Linked DNA regions of Columba livia: region 2 is linked to region 1. A link is a contact called in public Hi-C data. All regions are on one chromosome and are shown on one strand. Each heading gives the region's core, a stretch centred on a gene start, on an enhancer-like site or on the middle of the called end of the contact. The rest is flanking DNA. Distances are from core to core; before and after follow the strand shown. Region 1 has its middle 24 kb from the start of HABP2. Region 2 has its middle 70 kb from the start of HABP2.

The links. Hi-C and Micro-C count contacts between places; a contact is called where the count stands out from the background.
Region 2: a Hi-C map of liver shows a contact between it and region 1, with 2.4 times the contacts expected there. The contact joins two enhancer-like sites.

What each region holds. Positions count from the first base shown.
Region 1 is chr6:9,549,284-9,555,099 of bColLiv1.pat.W.v2, reverse strand. No RefSeq gene overlaps it. Among named protein-coding and RNA genes, the nearest start is that of HABP2, 24 kb to the right of the region's middle. Within about 2 kb of position 3,964, at least 2 of the 3 cell types and tissues checked have an H3K27ac peak away from gene starts, as active enhancers do.
Region 2 is chr6:9,595,453-9,601,333 of bColLiv1.pat.W.v2, reverse strand. No RefSeq gene overlaps it. Among named protein-coding and RNA genes, the nearest start is that of HABP2, 70 kb to the right of the region's middle. Within about 2 kb of position 4,168, at least 2 of the 3 cell types and tissues checked have an H3K27ac peak away from gene starts, as active enhancers do.

The DNA of each region.
Region 1 (5,816 bases), core at 2,715-5,214:
CAGGAGAATCATGCAACTGGCTTCAGTGGAAGCACGGGATGTGGTCCAAAGTAAAAGAATCAGCCCTCTGGGAGTTTCAATGAAATCTAGTAACTAATAAATGAAAAGTACTTTTGTTTATCCATGCTGGCAAGCAGCCTGTCCGTAGTGGGAACACCAGTGCCCAAGTATGTTCTTTATCCATTTGGATTTATATGATGCTAAAATGGGAGCCTGGCCAAAGCATGAGGTGTCCCTGTCACAAAAAGCTAGGACAAAATAGGAGCTTAGCTCTGCAAGTCATTTGTGAAATCCACACAAAACACAGGTCCCAGCTCCATGAAATCCTTCCCTTTGCAGTGGCACGTAACCATAGCTCCGTGTGTGTTGTGCCTATTGGTCTCTGCCCAGGGCAGATTTCCATTAAAGATGCTTCTATATTGCTGATCTCTGTGCAATGCAGAGAATATGGTGGATGTATTTAGGTGTAAATTGTACCAAACATTGGTTAGAGGCCTGAACATTTTATGCTGTCTTGCACACAAGCCACTGGCATGTATGTGAGTCTATATCTACCTCTCTACTCACTGATGTCGGGAAGGGGATGAGTAAACCATAAATCATTTTTTCTGGGGTTTAAAATGAAAGGTTTTAACTTTGTTTTGATGGGATTGTAGCAGAAGGAAGGTTAGAGTTCCATTCTTCCAGTATTGCAAAGCTATCTGTACAGATAGCTATTGTACAGATGCAAAGCTGCTGGAGAAAAATTTGAGACAGCATTCCACTGAGCCACACCTTAAATATTTACTTATTCTTTTGTGTGAGCATCTTTATTACAAAACCCTCAACAGCTAAAACCTATGTAAGATACTTTCTTCAAGTCAGGTGTATGGTATTAGACGATACGGCCTAACACAATGTGATGATAAGGCAATCTCTAGGTGTAACTTTGTGGAGGGGCTTTTAAAATCACAGACCAAATGCTTCTACAAGGCATCTTGGTTGGCTGGTTTGTCTTCCATGGGAGCAGGAGTGTGTCATTTCAGCCAAGCTGGTAAATCTGAACCAGTGTTTGACACCAGTCTGAGGTTGAGCCATTTGTGAACTTCACCCGTATGCAAAGTGATTGGGCTGGAAAGTGTGGGGGAAAGAGGCTTTTAGCTAGTTAGAGCTTTACACTCTTCTTGGTATGATGCCTCCTGATGGGAAGCAGTCTAATAAAGCTTCCATTTTCAAGTTGAGATAAAAGCGTTACCTATCCAATAGATCTGTGTGTAGACACTAATGCCTCTCTGCTTTGTTTTCACATATTATATGTACAACTGGCATTAATTGTTGCATTTTTCTTATGTTTTTCCAGTATGTTTTTAATCTCTGCAGGCTGTATTGATTTTTTTTCTTGTGTTGCTTCTGCACTTGCCACCAGGACCTCCTTGTAGATAAGGTGTTTCAATTCAGTGTGTGATATTTCTTGGGAATACACTCTAAAACACTTCTTTTTTTAATGTGTTTTTTTTCTTCTCTCCCCCCTTTTGCGATCTATTAAAAGGAAGATGCTGGAAAAGAATTCAGAGCACAAAGCGGGAACTTGCAATGCCCTTTCTCTTTCAGCAAACTCCTTTATTCTACTATGAGGAATGAAATGCTGCTGTTACAGCAAACAGAGACTTGTGTTTTACAGCAAAAGCTGTTTAAAAGGTTACACACAAACTGTACACAGGGTTGAGCTTGGTGGCGAGAGTGCTTCTGTCTTACTAATATTGCAAAGAAGAAACCACTTATTCTGAAGGCACAGTTGTTATAGAAGGACCCTTTTTTTTAGTGTTCTGTCATCTCTTTAATTCAGAGGTGAGGGGATTCTATCTGGAGAGCAAAGAGTTAAGGTGAAACATTACACTGCCACAGAATTAGGCTTGAGGCCTAAGAAGAGGGTGTCCTTGGCCATTCCATTTGCATGATGGATGATGATGAGGAGTAACAAAGTTTGACATGGGGTGGGCAAATCCAGTGACTGCAGATAGATAAATCACTATATTTTCTAGGTTGTTTAGGCTTATGATGTATTCCTTAAAAAAAAAAAAAAAAGTAATTCTTATCTCAGCACATATGAACACCAGACATGGAACAGTCTGAAAATACTGGGGAGGTGGATTCAGCCACCATCTCCAGGCAAGCAGTGCTGCCAGAGGTGACTTGTAGTATATTGTGACTACTGATGTTGTACAGATGTGATGTGCATCACTGTCACTCACTTCCCACCTTCCCACCATGCCAGGCAACCCAAGTGGTTCTGTCAGAAAGTAGCTTTGCTCCCCAGCATGCTGCCTGCCTGCTGCCAGCCTTTACCTATGACCTTACCTTCCTCACCATAAGCTTAGCTGTAGAAACTTGATAGGAGCACAATTAACATTGGCACAGCAACCTCCTGCTGTTCATTGCACCTAAATTTGTACCGTAAACTCTAGGCACAAACTGACTTTGACTGTGAAGCTGGGACAGAAGGGCAGAGGCATTTTTGTCCCCCCCATCCTGGTTTCAGTAGGCAGCTGCCATAGCAGCAGTTGTTCAACAACAGGTCTTGGAAAATCCAAACCACTGTCAATGTCAATCCCTCTTCAGTTACTCCCAAGTGGAGGGCTTTCACTTGATTTGGGAGGCAGAACCTTCTTCTGCCCTGTGCACTCCACTAGCTGCACTGGGCACACAGTGCTGCTGCCCTCTCCTTTGCCAGTGTGGACCACGTAAGCCTGCTCCCCGACCTGCTGCCCAGACATTATCTTTCTGATTCCTGAGTACAGCATAAACCTAGATCTTCACTTAGAACTCAGACCTGTTTTTATCCTCTGTCTCCTTTTCTTTATATTGTGTTTGGGTGGGTTTGGCTGCTTACAGACCTCTGACAATGAGTGATGGGGTGATAGCACTGCATCCCTCACTCTTCCCAGTGCTTACATGGTGAGATTGCGGCTCTGATTGGGGTCTCATGGTAAGCTGGAGGCAGAAACAACTCAGCTCCAAAGCTCAGGGTTCTTCCATAGTACTTCACTACCTGGGAAGCCTTATCTCAGCTGTGCTCCATGTACCATCAGCCTTGGATGCTCCAGCACCCAGCCTTCCCTGAGCAGGGAGAGGTGGAGATGAACCTCTCATTGAGCACCAAGACAAGGGAAAGTGCAGCCTGAGCATCTCGCAGTGCACTCAGAGAAAGAAAATGCCAGGAGTAGGTCGGAGTCTGGGCTGTGTGGTCACAGGCTGCACCTCAAGCAAAACACAGCTGAAGGAAAAATCAGAAACCTTCCAACCCAATTAACTTGGATCCTAAGCAGAGTGAGCAATGCTACAGCAGAACCATCCACTTCCATCTGATGTCCCTAAATACAACAGTGATCAATTTAAAAAAGAATTTAATATTCAGAATTCAGCCACCTTAATCAAAAATAAGCCCTGATTCAACACAGATGTACGAAAAATGTTTTGAATTTTAGGTCTACACCCCAGCCCCAGAGAGCTGAACGCTGAATAGTCACCACTCTGAAATGCATGCTGTCTCTTGCAAAGTTCTGCAAAAGGTGAAATGTGTTGTGGTTTGTTTTGCTTCCAGACTGAGCTAACTAACTGTTCGAACTTTCAAAGGAACTGTGTAGGAGTCTGACATTTAAAAGAGGAGAGAAAAGAGAAAGTGGGGGAGAAAGTTGAATCTTCCCAAAGAATTTGAATTTTTAGGTTTTTTTTCCCTTTTCTTCCCCCCTTCCCTGAAGGAGACTGAGTCTCGAGTGCTGCTGGGCTGCTGTTTGCTCCCGGCAGGCAGAATATCACTCGATGTGTTTCCCAGGGGTGCAAAACAGAAGTGTGTGTGGATGGGTGTGCTGATGTCAGGTTTGCTTTGCTGGTAGTAAGAGGGGGGAGAAATCATTCAAGACATCAGCTCTACCTGCATTGCAAGTATTTCTTGTAGTTAACTGTGCTATCTCACAAAGCTTTTTATGGGCCATGGGAGATTTCAAGCTGGAAAATACAGAGTATACTACAGACTGGTCATCTGCCTGGGAGCCAGACAAATGTCTACTCTCCTTAATCAATGTAACCAGGAATTTACCAGATCAAACTAAGGGTGCATTTTCAGTGTTTTGTTCCCACTCTGCAGTAGGCAGAATTTCTGTGCATGCATACATCTACAGATATATAAGACAATCATATAGAATATGTACTGCTCCAATATATGCAGAACTTTCCCTGTGTGTTTGTATATTTCTTCTATATTTAGTAATATGCTATGGATGCAAATCAGCTGTTTGGAAGAACAAAAAAAATTCCACAGCTCACACTGAAACCGCAAAGAGGTGTCTCTGATGGGTTTTTGCCTTAGTGTGTGCTTTCTGAAATACAGCACAAGCTGGGACAAAACCTATTTTTTTCTGAGAGAAACATGACCAGGCAATACAGATTCCTATAGAAGGGTTTTTTTTCCACTGCTGTGCTGGCAGACACACATTCACATAAGTGATCTGGACTCAGATGTATAAAAACTCATGAGGTCTAAAGGTTTGATGAGCAAACGGCAAAATCCTCTGCAACCCTGCTGAGTGTGTGTCCGTGGGTTATTCAGAACAGCTTTGCTCCCAGGGCCCTCACAGATGCTATCGGAAGCTGCGGGTCCATGTGGGATATCAGAATGATGCTGTTACAATTGGGAAGCATTTAGCCCTCCGAAGCTGAAATATATGCCTTGTCCAGGCTACACATGGTGGATGTTACTTAGGCTTACGGTAGTTAGATGTGGAAATAGCATATTAGGTTAAGTCCTCTCACTTGCCAGCATCGGATGTGGACTGTGGTCCTGTGAAACCTTATTCACAGAAATGGTTCTTACTTATGTGACGCTTCCCACTGAAGTAAAAACAAACTCTGATGCTGTTCCTTCCTCCGAGCTTCCTTCTGCATCCTGCCTCTTTTGTTTCTGACAGTGGTTAGGAATGCCGGCTGTTCGGGATCAGGCTGTTTTACCACTAACGCTGCTACACTTAAACTGTAAATAGTGCTGTACCAGTGAGATGAGAGACAATGAAATACATTTCCAGGGGCTTCAATAAAAATGTACTACTAAGAGAGTATTAATTTATTTAACTATCTGCAGAACTTATTTTTGAACTAAGTTAATATATTGGAATTATTGGATAAACATGAATCAAAACCTCTCTTCTTCAAATAATTTTGATTTTAGCCTTTTCCATTATTGCAAAAAATTGGTGAATTTCCTGTTTTCTTTTTCCTGTTTTTTTCTAGCAAGATAAGCTAAAAATATTACAACAAAAATTTTAAAAAACTTAATTTGCATGAAGTAAAAAAAAATATGTTGTGTAAAAAAGACAGTAACAGGTTCTTCTTACATTCCTTTTTTGATGAGGTTGTCTCCTGGAAATTTTAAGAATGTTTTATTAAAATTATTTCAGTGCTTATATTTTACATATTCCAGTTGCATTTGAAAATATTTCATATTATCTTAGTGGCATATTTTCAGTTCTGAAGAATGGCAGCCTTTCAGTGCTGCATGTTTTTAATGCTGGGTCATCTTACATCTGGTTTGTAGATTTAAAAAAAAGAAGTGTGAAATGATTTGCACCAAATTCCCTCATAACAGTAAGAGTTTATAGTAAAAGAGATTGTGAAAGTGAGGGGGGAAGGAAGAACTAAAAATAATGGCAGAATAATTCTTGTAATCACTCAGTATAGGATAAGCATGAAATGCAGCTATATTATGAATGATAATCTGAAGGGGGAAGTAATAGCTGAAAGACTGAAAGAATTTCAATTAAAATATACTAAGCTTAGCTGATTGC
Region 2 (5,881 bases), core at 2,919-5,418, 46 kb before region 1:
CTGTTGAAACTTTGAAAGGCAGGTAAGATTTTCTCCCATGTTCCTGGATCCGCAGCTTTGGGGGTGGGGACAAGAAGATAGTTGAGTTGAGCTGAATGTCACTGTTTATGTGAGAAAATAAAGGTAAACAACAGTAGAGAGTCTCCCCAGTGGCTCTGCACAGGCTCTTGCCCTCCAGACCCACTCCCAGCAGGGGCCGATCACAGAAAGGGAGAGGAAGTGTTCGTGTTTCCTTTCCCCATGCTCACCCCCAAGCACTGCCTGAGATGTGAGTAGCATTAAAACACTTTCCTCTTTCCTTTTCCTGTGAATGTCCTCTCAGCACGGCCTTGTCCTTCCAGATTCCAAGTGGAGATACTTGAGGAAGCACGAGAGGCCAAAAGTCTCCCAAGAGCTGTCAAATTTGGCATCCAAGTGTTGACACTGTTGAGACGAATCATTGCTGTAAGCCTCCTGGGGTGAAATGGTTTTCAATACTGCAGTGGGTACTGGCATCTCTTGGTTATGAGGCAGGTGGTGGTTCAACGAGTGCATGTGGCTGGTCTCAAATCCTCCTGCCTTAGACTGGGAGTTTGTACCATTTGCTGGAGAACTGTGGATGTCCACAGGGCATTATACACACACGTATGTGTGTGCACACACTGTTCAAGTGCTCATAAAAAGTGACTGCATGTTACTTATTCCAGCAGAACCCGGGCTCTGGGTGAATGACAAAGTGGCACTTCATCTCCCCTTAAACACAATCACAAATTAGGACTCAGAAGAGAAATCTCACAAACTTGAGTGTCTGCACATGACACCCTTGGAGCAAACTCTTCCTTCCCAACCTTCCAACTAAAACATCCCCTTGTGAAGAGGCAATACTGCCTTAGCAGGGACTGTACAATCATGGCTATTCCTTGTGCACTGGCCACACAATAATATACCACCAAAAAAAGAAAAAGGACAGAAGAAGAGAAACGAGTGTCCTTAACAAAAGCAGAATAATACGCTAAGGCAAGGCTGCCTGTGATCTGCTGTTTGAAAGCAGGCGGGCATTGAGTTGTCGTTACCAGCCTCCATCATTTGAGGGCACCCTAGTCTTTGATGTTGGCTGCAATTAGCTGCAGGAGTAGTGTAGCAGCCATCTCTCCTGATGGCGAGTCTGTCTCTCATTGAAATGCTCTCTTTCCTCCAACCCTCCAGGTCAATGCTGCTGGGACTTGCTTCTTTACTGATGGCAGGAGCGCATGCTGGGCTCGCAGATCACCAGCCTTATTGGTGCGTTGGGGATTGGAGGTAAATTGCCTAAAGGAGGGATATGCTGGCATGCCAACACCGCTATTGATTAATGCTAATTATCATTTAATTTAACCTCCAATTAGTTTTAATCAATTGTCACATTGTCCCTGAGTGTTACTGCATGGATGATGTACAGTAAGGAGGATAATTGTCTTGAGCTTTTCCTGGCTTCCCAGATGGCTATTTTCTAGCCCTTTCTTTTGCTTTGAATAGAGTGGGGTGAATAATTTATTTGCCAAATTTAGCTGCTTCTTGTGCCTCAGAACTACCTATAAGCAGAGTTTGAGTCTGTTGCTTGGTCCAAAATTTCTCATGACAGGATATCAGTTCTTGGTCTGTACAACGTGTTACAGCCACTTGATCCTGGAAATTCAAGGAGGGCTGATTCACTTTAATCAGGCACATGGCGGGGTCGCATTGCCCTGGCCCCAGCGTTGCTGTCAGTCATAACTCTGGGGATCCAGTTTTGCATGAATTTTCCATAGTCGTTTTTTAAAATAATGGTCATATTCATGTTTCTATTTCTAGAGCATTTCCCTTCAAAAGGGGAAAGCAGAGAGAAAGAGTTACATCTGTCCTTCAGAGTGGATTATCTTCAGGTCTCGAATCCAAGCTCCAAGCGAGCACCAACTCAACTTCTCCACAAGGACTAACTCTGTTACTGCACCAGCCCTCTTAACACTTCTATGTGGTCTTCCCACTGGAGCTAGAGAGACTGGTTTTGTCTCAATATCACTATGACAGTCTGGCCTTTCCATGTTATATTTGAATGGACGGTCGCAGAATACATTCAGAGGTACTTGTCCAATGCTAATAATAGCTCTGTCTGTCCAAATTAATTACAAAAAATGTATCAATTCATTAATCAACCCCCCTGATTTTTGTACATCGCTGATGAAACATCAGGTAGCATTCCCTGAAGGTCAATAAATTAGGGCAGTTATCCAAAATTACCTTCTGAGATCTCTCTGAAAGCCAAGGGAAAAGTGAGCAGAACACAGTCCCATCTATTCTTGCCGAGGATCAAAAGCAACTCAACAATACCTCAGGGCATCAAAGACAGCTGATAGATCTAACAATAACATCTTGGAGCCCTGATATTCATCTGTAACCTGGACTGCCCGTGCAGTGCAGTCTCTGTGCTGTACTCCGTCTGTACCCAGACCGACACGGGTCAAGAAAGGCTGAGACAGTCAGGTACTCGGGGAATTCGCTTCCCTTCACAACTTTCTCATTAACTGTGCCCACACTTGAAGAACAGAAACAACGCAGCCAGATCACCAGCATCCAATAATAGCCTGTTTGGATGCCTTTTCTGCACTTCTCAGACATATCCTGCACCCACCAGCTGTCCTGATTTCAGGCAAAGCGGTTTGTCCCCCAGCCCTGATGCTGGGTGGCTGTGGGGCTGATCAAAAGCTGTGGTGGATAACGCAGGTTCAGTTCAGCTGATGGGCAGGTCAAGTCCCCACCACCAGTGCTGCCCCTCGGCTTTGAGCCTCTGCCATGACCCGAAGCAAGGCAGCAGTGATGCGGGAAGGTGCCTGTGTCCCTGTCCCTGCTGTAGCTGCTGGCAAGACCCAGCCTGTGCTCAGGGGGGTTCTTCCCTGCCCTGCAGAAGATAGAAAGAGCCTCCTTGCTGGAGGACTGAGGACCTCCATTGCAACAGAAATCAAGAGGACTTGGGTGCCTTTTAGGAAATACATAGTTCATCGCAGCATTATGTCCTGACATTGATTTCTTTTTAGTTTTATTTTTGGAAATAAAAGATCAACTAATGTGTACAACTGAGCTCTTTTTCCTCCTACCCAACCCATTCTGCCCCCAGTGGGTCAAGTTACATGGGCTCAGATGTCCCAAGCAGATAGTTATGACTTGGTTCAACATTATTCCATTAGAACCATTTAAGTTACAGGAGAACTTCAGTGAAAAATAAAACTATGGTAAAGCAAATCCATCACTCCATAGAAAAGAAAGCTGACCCCACGCTCGCCTTTGTGCACAGGCTGGATAGCAAACCCATTGTAAGATTAAAATGAAAAAAGAAGGAAAGCCAAAGCTTGTTTTGTTCATATAAACATGGGACTTTCGATTTACTTTTCACAGAGCTTTGACTGGGCAACAGAAGAAATGTGAGCTATCTCACAATGTTCCCTTGGCATAACATGGTGCTTTCAGTCTCATTATTATTACATTATATGTAGCACATCTGTTACTGGTCAGGAGCCAAACTATTTAATTCTATTAGATACATCTATACAGCTAAGTGATAATCTACACCAGGTTTATGGAACAAGCACTTAATTCTTGGCAGGGAGCAGCTCAAGGCTTGATACAAGAGCAACAGAATATACGCAGTGTAGTTGTAGATCAGTGTCAGAAACTGGCCAGAAATCATTTCTGCATTCTTCAGCATGCAGGCATTCCAGTGTGGGAAACTATTCATTCAATTTATTGTTCTAACATCTGTAAGCTATTGGACAGGGGGGAGGGGAGAGGGAGAAGAGGAAAACGCTCAGAGGGAAAAACGTTTACCTAACAAAATACTAACTCTTTCAGGGGGTTTCATGTCAGCACTCTGTAAATAATAGGAGCCTTTTAATGCACATGTGGTAGTATTTACTTTGTGGAGAGGTACACAGGATCCTGTCTTGTTCAGAAAGTTTTGTGCCCCGATGCTGCTCAGGCGTACAGTTTTTGCTGTATGTATTTTGTCTTAATCCATCTTTTATCTTGCTAAACACAACTACCAAAACCAAAGTCTCCTCTGCTTGCAAGCACCCACAGCACAGGCTGAGCCTCGGGGTGCTGGGCTGAAAGAAAGAGCTCAGCTCCTCAGCTGGGTGGGACAGCTCTGCTCCCCTCACAGGGCTGTGGATACTCCTGCTTTTCACTCCCCTCTCTGCAAGACCTTTCCAAACTTTGGGAGACAGAAGCCCTTAAACCGTGTGTCCTTCACAGAATGGCAAGCAAACACGGTTTTACCCCTGTTTTAGAGAGGAGGAGGAAGGGCATGGGAAGGTGATGACTTGTTCAGGGTTGCACAGGATGTCTGCAGCAGAGCTGGAATGGGGGCCAACTCTCTGAACTCTCAACAGCATCTCTGCCTTTATCCACCAGACCATCCTTCCTTCCTCTATGCTGAAGAATTGAAACAAGTCTGAAAAATAATTAAAAAAAAGAAGATAGGGCTCTCCACCTGCAGAGTTTTCTGACCTTCCACTGAAAGGGCTTTTCTTTTCCTCTCCACCCCCCCGCCCATTTTTTGGTCTCTCAGTGGAAGTAATCGGATCTATTTCTGAAGGAAGTGATGTCAGGAGACCTGGGTGTTCCAAGAATAGTTATTTCCATATGATCCGATTAGGTTCTTACATGCTGTGACACATACATTGCTGTAATTTAAACATATCTGGTTCTTTGGACTGAAGGACATTTATAAGAGCCTCCAGCTGGAAAGGAATCCATTTACTCACAGCCTTCGGGAAGCAGCAGCATCCTTAACTCTCTGCTGTCTCCCCCAGCACCAGGCATCTGAAATTTCCCTGAACCATCTTATCCCGAGCCTGACCCAAGCCAGTGAAAAATACCTATTGATTTCAGAGGTCCTGCTCTGCTGCGTGTGGATGTGGCTGTGCTCCACTGGGCATTGCAGTCAGCACACTGGTAATACCGAAGAAGTCATTCCCCATCTGCACTGGTGGTACATGAGTTCTTACAAGAAAAACCCAGTCCTTGCACATGAATTTACAAGCTGGATCCAGGAGGATAAAAACAGGGCTCTGAATGAAGGGAAAAGGCCACGACGCTGTACTATAGTTAGGCTGTGAGCTTTGGGGACAAGTGCTGCTTTCTTTTCCTGTGGAGCTGTACAGCATCTAATACTGTAGGGTCCTGGTTCATGACAGAGGTCTGACATACAGCTATAGTGCAAAAATAATACCATTAAATACCTGTAATAACATAATGAGGTAATAAATAGTAATAAAACCTTGGAGAGAGGCCAAGTATTATAGAAGGGTCTTCAAAGGCTGTGCTGCCCCCTATTACTCTTGATCTGGAATTGTACATGGCCTTCAACCCCCAGTGAAGCGGAGAGGTGTCAAAGAACTGAGGCTTTTGCCTAATGTGGGCCCACAGTACCCGGGAGTGGGGTGAGGAGCGAGAAAGGTTCGTGCCTCACTCAGCCCCTGTATTTTCCCCTCCTGCCTGGTACAACATCCTTCTGACCACCCACGGCAATGCCAGATCTTGTCATTGGTTCGGGGGCTTTCAGAGGTCATTCTAAAATCATCCCATGATTCAGCATTGTACCTGCATTTCCCAAGTGCTCCCCAAGTCAGGGGTGCCCAAAGTGAAGCCAGTGACTGGCTTAGGCTTTTTAGGTCTCAAACAGAATCCTGACCAACAGAGAGTGTTTCCAGCTATCCCACCACAACTACTCTGTTTCTTTTTGTGGCACCATTTCTCTTCTTCCCACTCACGTTTCCTCAGCTATGCCACTGAAGCAGCCCGGCACTGGACTACAAACTGGATTATTGCAGTTTGTGCCTTTAAACTTCCCAAAATAAGGGAATCTTTAGTGTGATTTGTTCGGTTTGGT